2 separate regions of the Triticum aestivum genome follow, and region 2 is linked to region 1. Evidence: chromatin contacts called from public HiCAR-type data. All regions are on one chromosome and are shown on one strand. Each heading gives the region's core, a stretch centred on a gene start, on an enhancer-like site or on the middle of the called end of the contact. The rest is flanking DNA. Distances are from core to core; before and after follow the strand shown. Region 1 holds the start of LOC123139986 (aquaporin PIP1-5). Region 2 holds the start of LOC543077 (50S ribosomal protein L9, chloroplastic-like).

Region 1 (6,643 bases), core at 1,054-3,553:
GTTATTGAGTCTCAGGTTTAAAAAAGAAAAAAAATCATGCCTCGTTGAGCTGATGATTTGAGCTCCGTATTCATCAATAATCACTATTCTGTTGATCATCTGAATTTGTCCTACCCTCATATTTGCTTACTACTGTTAAAGAAAAAAAATCCTTGCTACATAGACAACAATTCGGCTTAACTTGGTGGTGCATGTGCACTATAAATATTTGGCCATATACTCCCTCCGTTTCTTTTTAGTTTGTATATAAGATTTGGTCAAAGTCAAACATTGTAAAGTTTGACCAACTTTGTAGAAAAAATATTAACATCTACGCCCTCCGTCCGGAAATATAAGGTGTATTATTTTTCTAAAAAGTCAAACTTCTCTAAGTTTGACCAAGTTTATAGACAAAAATATCAATATCTAGAATACTAAATCATTATCACTAGATTCATCATGAACTATATTTTTACATTTTATATACTTAGTATTATAAATCTTTATATATTTTGCTGTAAAGTTGGTCAAACATAGATAACAGTTGACTTTTTGAAAAACTAATACACCTTATATTTAGGAACGGAGGGAGTACAATACTAAAGCTATATTGTACTTCCTCTGTTCTAAAATATAGTCCTTCCTTTATTCCCGTGCTTCAACTTTGACCATGAATTTAACCAACGAGACCAACTGCGGTGGGAGCAAAAGTTATACCAGTGAATTCGTATTGAAAAAAAGTTTTCAATTATATAACTTTTTCTTCCGCGGCAGTCGGTCTCGTTGATTAAATTTATGGTCAAAGTTGGACCTCGGAAAACGCGAACGCACTATAATTGGGATGGAGAGAGTATGAAAATTTATTACATGATGCATCTAACAACATAGCTTGCGTATATGCTGAAGCACTGTTTTTTAGACCAGGGATGAACTTTATCGCTCCCGTGTGTCCCTGGATTTCTCTGGAATATACCGAAACCGACTCTGTTTTTCCTCCTTTTTCATTCCACCTGACTCTGGCCATGCGCTTGGAGGCTTGGAGCGGCGCACCTATCTAGATGAAATATTGTTCTTTTTGTGCAGGTGAGGTTGGAGTTGGAGCGGAGGTCGGGGGTGGCGGGTGGGGGCTGTCTGTGTGGCCAGCGATGAAGCTGCGGCCGCCGTCCCCCGACGCCTGTCGCCGTCGCCGTCGCTCTCGCTCTCCTTTCTTGTTGTATTTTCGCCGGGAGCTCGTCTTCCTCTGTTTGCTCCCGCGCGTTCCCGCACCGCCTCTCGCTGTCGACGCCATAAACACATTGCGATTGAGCTGAGTGGCTCTCGTGAAGGGCGTGTGTGTTTGGTCCTACTTGTCTGCTAGCTAGTGCTCATGGATTCCATCATCATTCACAATCACCCCGTGCTAAGCTGTGCTGTTACCCCGTTAGCATGTCACCTCTATCCATACTTTTCTAGGTAGACAAAATCAGAAGCAGATTCATCACACACAAATCCTCTTTACATGATATTACTAGTACATAAAGGAAGAGGGAAATCGTATTCTTTGGACCAAATTACTGGCCTCTGATAATATAAAAACGTTTTTTACAATAATGTAGTGCCAAAAACATCCTTATATTATAATTGTTGTAGTATAAAAAAGGCTCTTATGTTATGGAACGGATGGAGTAGTTCAGTTCATGGCTGCTAACCTGTGGAGGTGGCTGGCTCATGCCTATGATTGATGGGTCGATGAAGGGATAATATGAACATGCTGGAGACAGCTAGCAGGACGAGCTCCGGAACTGACCACTCTGTCTGTGTCTACCAACTAACAACAATTTGAACAAAAAGGGCGCTGCTCTCTTTCTGACCTCATAATACAACAATTCAATTCAGATAAATTAAGCCTACGCATTATTAGCCCTATCTTATCATGTATCTAAACTACTAGTACGTACCTGCTAATTAACAATCACCGACTAAGCCATTCAATACCACAAGGTCTGCCACTCCATGACATGCCATGACATGACAGGTGAGGTGTGGTGACACACCAAGGGCACTAGTAAACAAGACACAAACATTTCCATGCACTAACTGTAAATTATCTAACACAATTAACACTAAGTATTGTCACCAGGCCACTGTCAAGAAACCAAACCTCTCTCAATCATCATCACCATCCACTAATCAACAATGGGCAGCAAAACATAAACCAAGAAAAAAAAAACATCATCATGACACACACACACACACACAAGACACAACACACCATGCAGAGGAGAGGATAACAGAGCGGCCATGATTGGCCCCCTCTATAAGAGGCACTCCAAACCCACTCCCATTCCTCATCTCTCCATCTCTCACGCACCCATCTACATCTTCTCCTCCGCGCAGCAACCAAGCCAAGCTCGAGCGGCGGCAATGGAGGGCAAGGAGGAGGACGTGCGCCTGGGCGCGAACCGCTACTCGGAGCGCCAGCCCATCGGCACGGCGGCGCAGGGCGGCGGCGCGGACGAGAAGGACTACAAGGAGCCGCCCCCGGCGCCCCTCTTCGAGGCGGAGGAGCTCACCTCCTGGTCCTTCTACCGGGCCGGCATCGCCGAGTTCCTGGCCACCTTCCTCTTCCTCTACATCTCGGTGCTCACCGTGATGGGCGTGGTGGGCAACCCGTCGGGGTCCAAGTGCGGCACGGTGGGCATCCAGGGCATCGCCTGGAGCTTCGGCGGCATGATCTTCGTGCTCGTCTACTGCACCGCCGGCATCTCCGGCGGCCACATCAACCCCGCGGTCACCTTCGGGCTGTTCCTGGCCCGGAAGCTGTCGCTCACCAGGGCGGTGTTCTACATGGCGATGCAGTGCCTGGGCGCGATATGCGGGGCTGGGGTTGTCAAGGGGTTCCAGACCACGCTGTACCAGGGCAACGGCGGCGGCGCCAACTCCGTCGCGCCCGGGTACACCAAGGGTGACGGGCTGGGCGCCGAGATCGTCGGCACGTTCGTGCTGGTTTACACCGTCTTCTCCGCCACCGACGCCAAGCGCAGCGCCAGAGACTCCCACGTCCCCGTAAGTACATACGTGCATACAGTGCACTGGTGGCCGGCGGCGGCCACCGCAGGTGTTTGGTTTTGTCAACGACTGACGAATTGAAATTGCAGATTTTGGCGCCGCTTCCGATTGGGTTCGCGGTGTTCCTGGTGCACCTGGCGACGATCCCCATCACCGGCACGGGCATCAACCCGGCGAGGTCGCTCGGCGCCGCCATCATCTACAACAAGAAGCAGGCGTGGGACGACCACGTAAGTAGAAACAACATCCTCCACCATTATTAGCTCGATCGTGCTTAAGCTTACTAATCTCATCGATATGATCTGTTTGAAATTTGGCAGTGGATCTTCTGGGTTGGTCCGTTCATCGGCGCGGCGCTGGCGGCCATCTACCACGTGGTGGTGATCAGGGCAATCCCCTTCAAGAGCCGCGACTAGTCAGCCAATCAATCTGCCTATACTGTGGATGGAGTCTTCTTGTTTTCGTTGTATTTTCTCCTTGCTCTTGAAATGTATTTTCCAACATACACCTTATTTTCTAGTTTTGGAAGCTTTTCGGTCACGCTTTCCGGTGCAAATTTGCAAAACCCGGTAAAAGTAGATGTAAAATGTGTGTGGATTGCAGAGGGCTCTATGCCCATACAAGGAATAATTCCTGAAAAATCTCAAAGGCCCATGTGGATTTTATAACATGCATCATGGTGAGAAATTTAGTGCCAACCTGATTTTGAAGGAGAGTTGAGACCAAAATATAAGAACAACTCTAGCAGAGTTATCAGAGACCAAAATTGCTACTCCCTTTGTTCCAAAATATAGTGCGCCTGCGCTTACCGAGGTTCAACTTTGACCAAAAATTTAACCAACGAGACCGACTGCGGCGGGAGCAAAAATTATATAATGAAAAAAAATAAATACACAAAATAAGATTGTGATTGGTTTTCCGCTCGCCCATCCTGCTCCCGTGAGCGGGGGGGGGGGGGGGGGGGGGATTCTTCCCCTCGCCGCCGCCGGGCGGGGCCCTGGTCTCCCGTCCCTCGAGGTGGTCTGACGCGGGGCTGCCCCCCTTGAGCTTATGCGTGGCGCTTGGCGGGGCGCGACGGCGCGGCACCGGCAGCAGCCAAGACGACGACGGCGGCTGAGGGTGGTGGCGTGGAGGGCTGTTGGGCCTTGCGGGGCATGGTGCTTGGGAGTTGGCGTGCTTGGATGCGGTGGCGGGGTGTGCTCGGAGTGGCGGCGAGGGTTTCCCAGATCTGATCTGGACGTTGCTGGATCCTCTGGTCGCTGCTTCGCGGGCGGCATGGGCTGCGGCGGCTAGGGCCTGCCGGCGGCAGGCGGGGGTTGTGCGCTCGTCCTCGTCGGCATGGTGGCGGTGGTGGTGCTGCGTGCCAGCCAGATTTCGCCTTTTTCCGTCCGGCGGCGCGGGTTTGGGGCCCCGGCCCGGCGTGGCTGCAGTCCTGGCTGTGGGTGGCGGCGGCGAGGGGGCTTCGCCGTGCCAGCTCCACGGCAGCTCGGCGGGTCGACTGGGGCGGCGGCTAGATTTCCGGCGTCGGCTCGTCCGTTGGCGGCCCGTTTCGACCTTCAGTCCTCTCCTCGTCATCTGGTTGCTACCTCCGTCGAAGGTTCGGTCCTCCCCTAACTATGGTCCATCGCTTGTCTCGCGCCCGACAGCAGGACCGAGCTTATCTCGCGCCCGGCAGCAGGACCGAGCTCGTCTCGCGCCCGGCAGCAGGACCGACCTCGTCTCGCGCCCGGCAGCAGGATGGGTCGATGGAGGCCAATTTTGGCCAACCTTTGGGTTTTGGCGTTAGGGGTAGCCCAGGGGTGCGAAAGGCGGTTCCTTTCCACTCGTATCTTTGGTTGAGGTGGCGGTGGGTATCGAGTGAGGTGGATTCAGGGTCTTGGATGCCAGGGCGGCGGCCCTGGGGGTGGCTCCGCGGTGCTCTTGTGCAGAGCCCGTGGTTAGGTGCTGCCCGGTGGCCATGGTCGTGTGGGTGGCGTGGTCAACGGGATGTGGCGTCCGGTGGTGGTGAGTGTTGGCCGGGGTGAAAACCTGATCTGTCTTTGGATGGACTGGCGGCGGCAAAGCTCGCTCCCTTCTTGAAGGCGTCGTCGCGGCTCTCACTGCCCGTCGTGTTGCTCCAGGGGAAACTCTGACCCTCGGGTCGGGCGGTGACGACGCTCTAGTGTCGTAACCTTCTTGAAGGCACCGTCTTGGAGCACACGGTTCGTCATATGCGGCTTCTTCTCTTTGCTTTGGCGTGTCCACTGTTGAGGACTCCGGTTGCTCTTGTAGTACTAGGGTAGTGTTACCGCGCTCAGCGCCTATGTATCCAGCCTTGGGTGTGTGCGTGTGTTGTGGTGGCGTGCGTTCGTATCTAAGCTATGGTCGGTCATTGCTTTATATATAAAGCAGGGCGAAAGCCTTTTTTGGTAAAAATTATATAATTGAAAACTTCTTTTGAATACGAATTCACTGGTATAATTTTTGCTCCCGCCGCAGTGGTCTCGTTGGTTAAATTTATGGTCAAAGTTGAAGCACGGGAACCGAGGACACACTATATTTTGAAACGGAGGGAGTAATATCTATACCCAACAATCCAAAACATTATGTTTATACGAAATTTCGATTCAAGGCTTTGCCACTACAGTGAAACCGAACCCGTTTACGGAAGTTCACTTTAAGTGTTGGTAGACCAAAACTGTCTTGTGGCTCACGACAATCGATCACGATTTCCTGTGCAAATTTGCAAAGCACAGTAAAATAGATGTAAAATGTGTGTGGATTGCAGAGGGCTCTATGCCCATACAAGGAATAATTCCTGAAAAATCTTAAAGGTCCATGTGGAGTTTTATAAAATGCATCATGATGAGAAATTTAGTGCCAAATGGATTTTGAAGGAGAGTTGAGACCAAAATATAAGAGCAACTCTAGCAGAGTCATCATATTCACAGTCGCCATATTGCATATGGAGAGTTGAGGCCAAAATTGGTATATATATACCCAATAATCCAGAAACATTATGTTTATAGGAAATTTCGATTCAAGGCTTTGCTACTACAATGAAACCGAACCCGTTTACGGATGTTCACTTTAAGTGTTGGTAGATCAAAATTGTCTTGTGGCTCACGACTATGGATGTGTCGCTGGAGGCACTCCCGATAGAACGATTACTCCTGACCGGGAGAAATTCAGGGAGACCACCACCATCTTTGTGGGAGCCGTTGTACCAAAAGGGCCCGTGTGTTGCAACATGAGAAAAAAATTTCAAAATCTCCAATGGCCATGATCACATTTTGATGCATCACCAAGATACAACATCACTCCCAATTTCATGAAATCATGAACATTTTGTTAAACTCGTTAACATTTTTTAAATTCATGGACACTTTTACAGAAAATCAAGAACATTTTTTGAATTCCTAAGCATATTGTACTATTTTCCAACATTTTTTCAAAAAATTGCGCACATTTGTTTTAGGAATTTTCTTGAATCGGGGAACATTTCTAGAATGGACGATCATTGTTTTGGAAATTGGTTGAGAAAATTTTGAAATTAAAGGACATTTTTTGATTAAACAAACATTTTTGGAATGCATGATCATTTTTTGAATCAGTGGAAGTTTTATAAATGAATAAA
Region 2 (6,643 bases), core at 2,432-4,931, 200 kb before region 1:
AATAGAAATAGTTTATTTAGTAAGTGATTAATATAACTAGTTTATTTATAGTAAGTGCTTAATAGAACTAGTTTATTTAGTAAAACTAGTTTATTTAGTGTTAGGATTATATATAAGATATTTCCAAATGTTTTTGTTCATATTTTCAACCATTGAAATGCAATGACCACCGATAAGTGGCCTATGTTTTGCCGGAGTGTTGATTAATTTCCGTTCCGGCAAATTTCAGGTGCTCGATATGTCCTTTTTTAGCAAAGGTCATGCCGGATTTTTTGGGTTTTGCCGTCGAGTTATAATCTTTGAATTTTGAACACAGGACATGTCTGATGACGATGGGATCCCAGAGTGTGGGTACTGCTACGATGATCGGGGTGTGTGCGACAGGTTTCGGCACCTGCAAAATGATAGGTTTTTCATCGTGAAGCTGGAAGAGACCTTTGATGTTTGTACGGTATGCAACGACAAGCATTTCATCGTAATTAATATCATCACTTGTGCTTCTTTTGTTCAACGTGTAATTTATGGATTTTTTTTCAATTTGATTAGTACATCCCGTGCCATGCTAGACCATATGTATTGGAGAAGCTTGGTTTTGGTTTAGATGAATTTGAGAATGTGGAGACGAGGAGGGCTCACTTAAGAACTAAACATGGTTACGAGTTTCTGGTTAAGCTATACAATGCGGTCGATCACTCCAATTTTGGTTGCTCTAATTGGAAAGCTCTCTGCAAGGCATATGGATTTGAGGAGGGAATGTGAATAAGATTTGATATTCGCCCCGAAGATTATGATGATGATGATAATATCGACATCTGGGTGGATGTGGATATGCCTCCAATTTTGCCTAGATGTGAGTTTGTCAAACTAATTTGTTAAGTTCAGTAATTTATGTTGTTAATTTAAAAATATTTAGTGTTCGTCCGTACTAAGCTTATTTATTTATAATTGTCATCTTATTTCTTATCTTCAAAAAATACTCGGAAGGTAGTAGACAACACATACTACAACTATGACTCCAAGCTTAATTGTGAGGAGAAAGGTTATCTTGTTTCATTCATAGAAGATGTTGAGGCCTTCAAAACCAGTCACTCTATCAGCCCAAATTGTACTAGATACATGCCACCAGTCCACAAATTGCTTGATGGTAACTTCATTGCCAAAAACTTGGTAAGATTTTGTTAATGATGGTAACTTCATTGCATACATTATTCTTAAGTAAACTACATTGCTAACTATATATGTTACTATTACGTTTTTGAACAGAGGCTCCCGAAGCAGGTTGTGCCTGACATGCTATTTACCGAAGGTGATATGCACATGGTTAGCTTACGACCAACTCCTTCGAAGACTTACCATACTGCATACTCGATTTCTTCAAATGATGGAAGGCTCAAAATCAAAGAATGGAGCAAAGTGATGAATGCGCACATGCAAATAATTGGAGACAAAATGAATGTGTGCAAGCCACAAGTTGGAGATAGGTTTGTGTCCATTCTCCATTATGGTGAAGGACCGGTTTATCTGTTTTATTGTATTTTAGCTAGGAGAGAGGAGTAGGTCCTAAGTATTAAGAACAATTAGTTAGTGTTGATTATATATGACTACAATGTCTTAGACTTGATGGTGATGCTGAGTAGGAGTAGTGGTTATGAGTAATATGATGATGATGAGGAGGAGTTGTTATTATAACTAGTGACCAAGTTGTTATATGATGTCTCATGGACGAAAATGATGATTATGAGGAGTTATATGATAATGATGTATTATGATGATAAGTTGTTAATGATATTATGATGATGATGATGATGATAAGTTATTATGTCATTGGGTGAAAGAACCGCGGATTAGTTTCAAATGGATGGATCAAAAGTGCCCCATTGGTTACTTTGGATCCATGCACTTGAAACTAATCCAAGATTCTCTCACCTAGTGATTTAATAACTCATTATAATGTAAAAACAATCTCTAAATTGCTATTGTATGAAAAATTGTATAAAGGTGTATGAATATGACCTAAAATTCAAAAGAAATAGAAGACGAAATAATAGTAGTAGCGGTTGTTTTCGAAAGCGCTACTAGTAATTAGTAGCAGCGGTTGTTTTGAAAATCACTACTACTAAGTAGATATAGCAGTAGCGAGTGCCAGTAGGTGCTACTGCTAAGCTTTAGCTGTAGCGCCGTATCAGTAGCACGCTTACCCACGCTACTGATAGGCCAAAAATCAGCGCTACTGCTAGGCTTTTTCCTAGTAGTGGAAGGCTCGTGGACAAGTGTTGGGGAGCACGGTGGCCATGACTACTAATATGAGCGAGAGAGGCGGGGATGTGGCTAGGGTTTCTCCATGGGGCCAGGGGTGATCTAATGCATCTCGGGTGCCGCCAAATGGACGACAGGTGACCATCGGCGGCATGGACGCGCGCGCAGGCGCCACGCCATGGCCTCTGCCTCCTCGAGGAGGAATAAAGGCTGTAGGTGATTTGGGTTGTGCATTGTTCGGAGTGGGCCTAAGTGCACATGTCAATTTAGTTTTAATCTTTTCTGTTACTATATTAGCTATAGTTTTCTATTTCTTCTCAAAAGAAAAGCTATAGTTTTCTATTTATTCGAGCTAGCAATTGATTTTTGTTGTGAGTGAAACTTTGCACATAAATGCTATGCAATAGTCTGGGGTTGCACAAAATGTTTCACTCCATTTGGAAACATCCAAATTTGTATTTTGTTTTTAAATGGTTTTATTTATTTCTTTTAGTCCTCATAATTGCTGTTGGGGACAAGATGAGAATCCAATTGAGTTTGATTTCATTTTCACAAACACTTGGGATATTTATGACATAATATAAACATTTTTTATTTGCCAATTGAAGAATTATTGTTTGACTTGCATTATAAATTGGAACTTGAATATGTGAGTTGGATTAATTATTAATTGAAATTTAATTATGATGATTATGATGACATGCATACCTCGTTTAAGGTTTCGGCCATGTAACCATTCCCAAATATACGAAAAAATACTAGAGCATCACACCCATAATATAAGATGATCCAACATAGTGTTTGGGAATTTTTTGGCATCCAAGATGCTCAAGTGCCCAAGGTACGTGCAATTTCTCGTTGTGTTAGTACATTCGAGGAGATCATGGCAAAAAAATCAATTTCTCTAACTTTGAAAAACTACACGGTCTAGACTTTTTTTTTGGCATGAGCTCCTCAAATGCCATTTGAGCACAAAGTTTTGCACGCTCCTAGAAAACTATAGAATCTTGGGTAGCAAAAAGATTCAGAGCATTTTGTTTCTTTTCTGTTTTCTAAATTTACTGTTCATCAAGAGCATCCAAGACTCCAAGTGTGGGCACAGTTGTGGGTTACCGAAGCAAACAAACCATTTCTTCTGTGCATGGAAAGAAATCTTACCAAATTGCAACAAGTGTCATGCATACAATGCATCACTTGTCACCACCAGAGGACAGGGGAGTGGCCTTTAAAAGACTAGTGATTTCGACAATCTACTCTGTATACTCTCCTTTTTTTTTCAAGGGGTAAAATACGAAGAGAAAACGAAGAAAAAAAAAGGACAGTTGACGGCCCATATTAAAACCCCTCAGGCGATTGGGCCCCATAGCCCATCGAAATCCTGCCCCTGAGGCCCAAACCATACCAAATCCGCTACTGGTGGGAAAGTGGATAAGAGAGTGCCCCAGCCGAGCTCAACGCCAGAGAGTGCCCCAGCAAGCACACCGCAATGGCGTCGCCGTCGTGTGCCTCCACGCTGCCCTGGACCGCCGCCGCCTTCTCCTACCCGCGCCGCCTCCAGACGCGACGCGCCCCGTCGCTCGTCATCGTCGCGCAGGGCAGGGTCAAGAAGTACCGCCAGGTCCGTCCGTCCGTCACCCCCCCTCCCCTCAATTTCTTCTTTCCTACAGACATTCGCCTCCGTAGATTGGAACAACTGAAAATCGGCAGGATATCAGTAGTGCTTCGCACACGCTCGAGCTAGTTTTTATCTTTCCCGGTGACATTGTTTTCTTCAGGAAAAATGTATCTGACAAACAGACACTGTCAAGAAACAGTAGTAATGTGGCATACTATCATCCTTTCCCCCCACTCATCGGGGAGGGGGCCGATGAGTGGGTGCAAATGGCCACGGGAAATCGAAATGTTGGCCATCAGCTTCGTGCTTGTACAACCACAGCAACTGTTTCTGTTTGTTTGGTCGCTGCTGCCTAGAGTAGAGGTAGAGCAGAAGTCGTTTTGACACCTGAATCCATTAGATGCTCTAGCTATTGGCTGAGGCTGATTGCAGGATGATTTGTTAGTTATAGCAGATGGTTTGGTGCTCACATAGTAGTTATGTCATCATCCTGGTCTCACATAGTAGTTATGTCATATTTGTGGTTCTGACACTGTTTTCATTCGACTGGTTTGGTGCTCTATAGGTCATACTCAAGGACGACATCGATGAGATTAGCGGCAAGAAGGGGGACACGATGAAGGTCCGGGCCGGGTTCTACCGCAACTTCCTGCTCCCCAAGGGCAAGGCCACGCTGCTCACCCCCGACGTCCTCAAGTAACTTCCCTGCCTCGTCCTGCAGTCGTATCTTTGCATTCTTTGTGTACTGTGTAGGTTAAGTTTCTCAGCTGTTACCGATAGGCGGCGGCACTAATGAGATTTGGTTGATGTTTGCTTATCCGTGAACTGCTCGTCGATGCGTTTTGCAGTATGTTTTTCCCGTGCGCGCAAGTTCAGAATCACATTGCGTAATAATTCAGTGGCACGTTTCCTTGTAAGATTTCCAAGAGCAGGCAACCTAGGTTGCTTGCCATTTTCATTAAGATTAGGAAAAGCAGCTTAATTACAAGGAGGGTGAGTTCATTTTGAAGCCTTGTGAATGCTTGTTTTAAGGGATGGTTTTGTACATTTATTTTCTGAAGGCTGGGTTGGTTTTCAGCCTGATTGAGAGTTGAGACATTAGTCTGCATATGTTATATTTGGATCGAGCATGTGTTAAAACATAAAAGTATTCAACAGCGGAAATGTTCAGTCTGGTGTATAAACAAAACTAAGATTACTAAGTTTGTTTCCTCTGCTTCTCTTTGCAGGGAAATGCAACTGGAGCAGGAGAGAATCGAGGCTGAGAAGAAGAGGGTAAGAGAATACTGTATATTTTTGAAGGCTTGATAACAAAAATACGATTGCAGTTTAAGCTTAGCATCTTAGATGTCTGAAAAAGTAAGCAATGGTTGCGGATTTGATCATATATCCTTATATTGTGGAAAACAAAGCATAGTTGCAGTTCAACATCTTGGTATCTGAAAACTTAAGCGCACTTGGGTTTTGACTTTATATCCTTATTTTCTAGGAAGAAGCATAGTTGCACTTTAACGGTTTGACCTAGTATCTTTGTGTATAGAAGAGTAAGTATAGTTGTAGTTTAACCTTACTATCCTTATTTTCTGGAAATGGAACTTGGGTGCAGCTTAACTTTAGTATCAACATTCTGAAAACGATAATTATTTAGCACACCACATTCTTGTGAAACGACGGCCTTGGCATAAACTCCGGAATCATTTTGTACTTGAGTAGGTAAAAGAAGAGGCACAGCAACTCGCGCGAGTCTTCGAAACCATTGGGGCGTTCAAGGTGCCACGTAAAGGTGGCAAAGGAAAGCAGATCTTCGGGAGGCAAGTCCCAGTCGAACAATTTCATCGTCCATCTTGTTTTCTCCAGTTCACATCCTCTAACACATTTCCTGTGCCCCACACAGCGTCACGGCGCAAGATCTCGTCGACATCATCAAGTCGCAGCTTAACAGGTAGCAATTCCTTTCTTTCAAGCGTGTGCAGCAATCAACGAAACTTCCCATCATGGTCTGGCAAATTAATTACTGAACCGTGGAAACATGTAGGGACGTGGACAAGCGGCTGGTGGAGGTCCCGGAGATCCGCGAGGTCGGGGAGTACGTCGCGGAGATCAAGCTCCACCCCGACGTCACAGCCAAGGTGAGGCTGACTGTGTATGCCAAGTGAGCAGTCTGATCTCGCCATATACTCCGAACGTCCTGCAACTGTTGTGCCTGGGAGCTATAGAGGATGGGTTTTACAAAAATGTTGTTCATGGCCTTGTATGCATTAGGAGAAGCGTGGAGAAAGCGAAAGCTGTTGAAATATTTACAAGTGAATATATGAAATCCTTTTTTGTTCATTTGTCGGCACAGATCCATTTTGCTAAATAAATTAGATTTTCCATCCATTGGTTGACGCTATCCTTGTCATGATCCTACTTGTATTGTATAACCAACTCAGAGTGTGCTATATCTACCTGGTAATAATACTAAGAGGCACACGTCGGTAGATCTTTGTTTTATAAATTCACAAACATTTTTAAAATTTCAGTGACAAATATAAAAATGCGTGACATGCATTACTTAAAAAATCATGAAATCCATGAACATCTTTTATGCTCATGATAGTTTTTAAGCAAAGTGAAACATTTTTAATTCATATTTTCTTACCTTTCCAAACATCTTTTCAATTCATTAACCTTTCTGAAAATCATAAAGATTTGTTTAATCCGTGAAGATCTATTGAACTATTTGAGTTTTTAGAAAATCATAAAATAAATTGAACTACATGGCCTTTTTTT

The links. HiCAR-type assays count read pairs that join an accessible place to other places.
Region 2: a contact with region 1 is called in a HiCAR-type map of leaf, with 8 times the contacts expected there. The contact joins the promoter of LOC543077 here to the promoter of LOC123139986 in region 1. A contact is called at or near these places in 2 of 5 Hi-C or Micro-C datasets (both in leaf) and 1 of 1 datasets of contacts at active chromatin or transcription factors (leaf).

The regions. Positions count from the first base shown.
Region 1 is chr6B:718,434,437-718,441,079 of IWGSC CS RefSeq v2.1, reverse strand. It overlaps LOC123139986 (aquaporin PIP1-5), which reads left to right and starts at 2,303. Exons shown (of 3, transcript XM_044559715.1): 1 at 2,303-3,024; 2 at 3,117-3,257; 3 at 3,348-3,701. The coding sequence starts at 2,383. The coding sequence ends at 3,443.
Region 2 is chr6B:718,634,122-718,640,764 of IWGSC CS RefSeq v2.1, reverse strand. LOC543077 (50S ribosomal protein L9, chloroplastic-like) reads left to right here and starts at 3,681. Exons shown (of 6, transcript NM_001427935.1): 1 at 3,681-3,874; 2 at 4,437-4,567; 3 at 5,101-5,146; 4 at 5,585-5,682; 5 at 5,766-5,813; 6 at 5,907-6,309. The coding sequence starts at 3,743. The coding sequence ends at 6,027.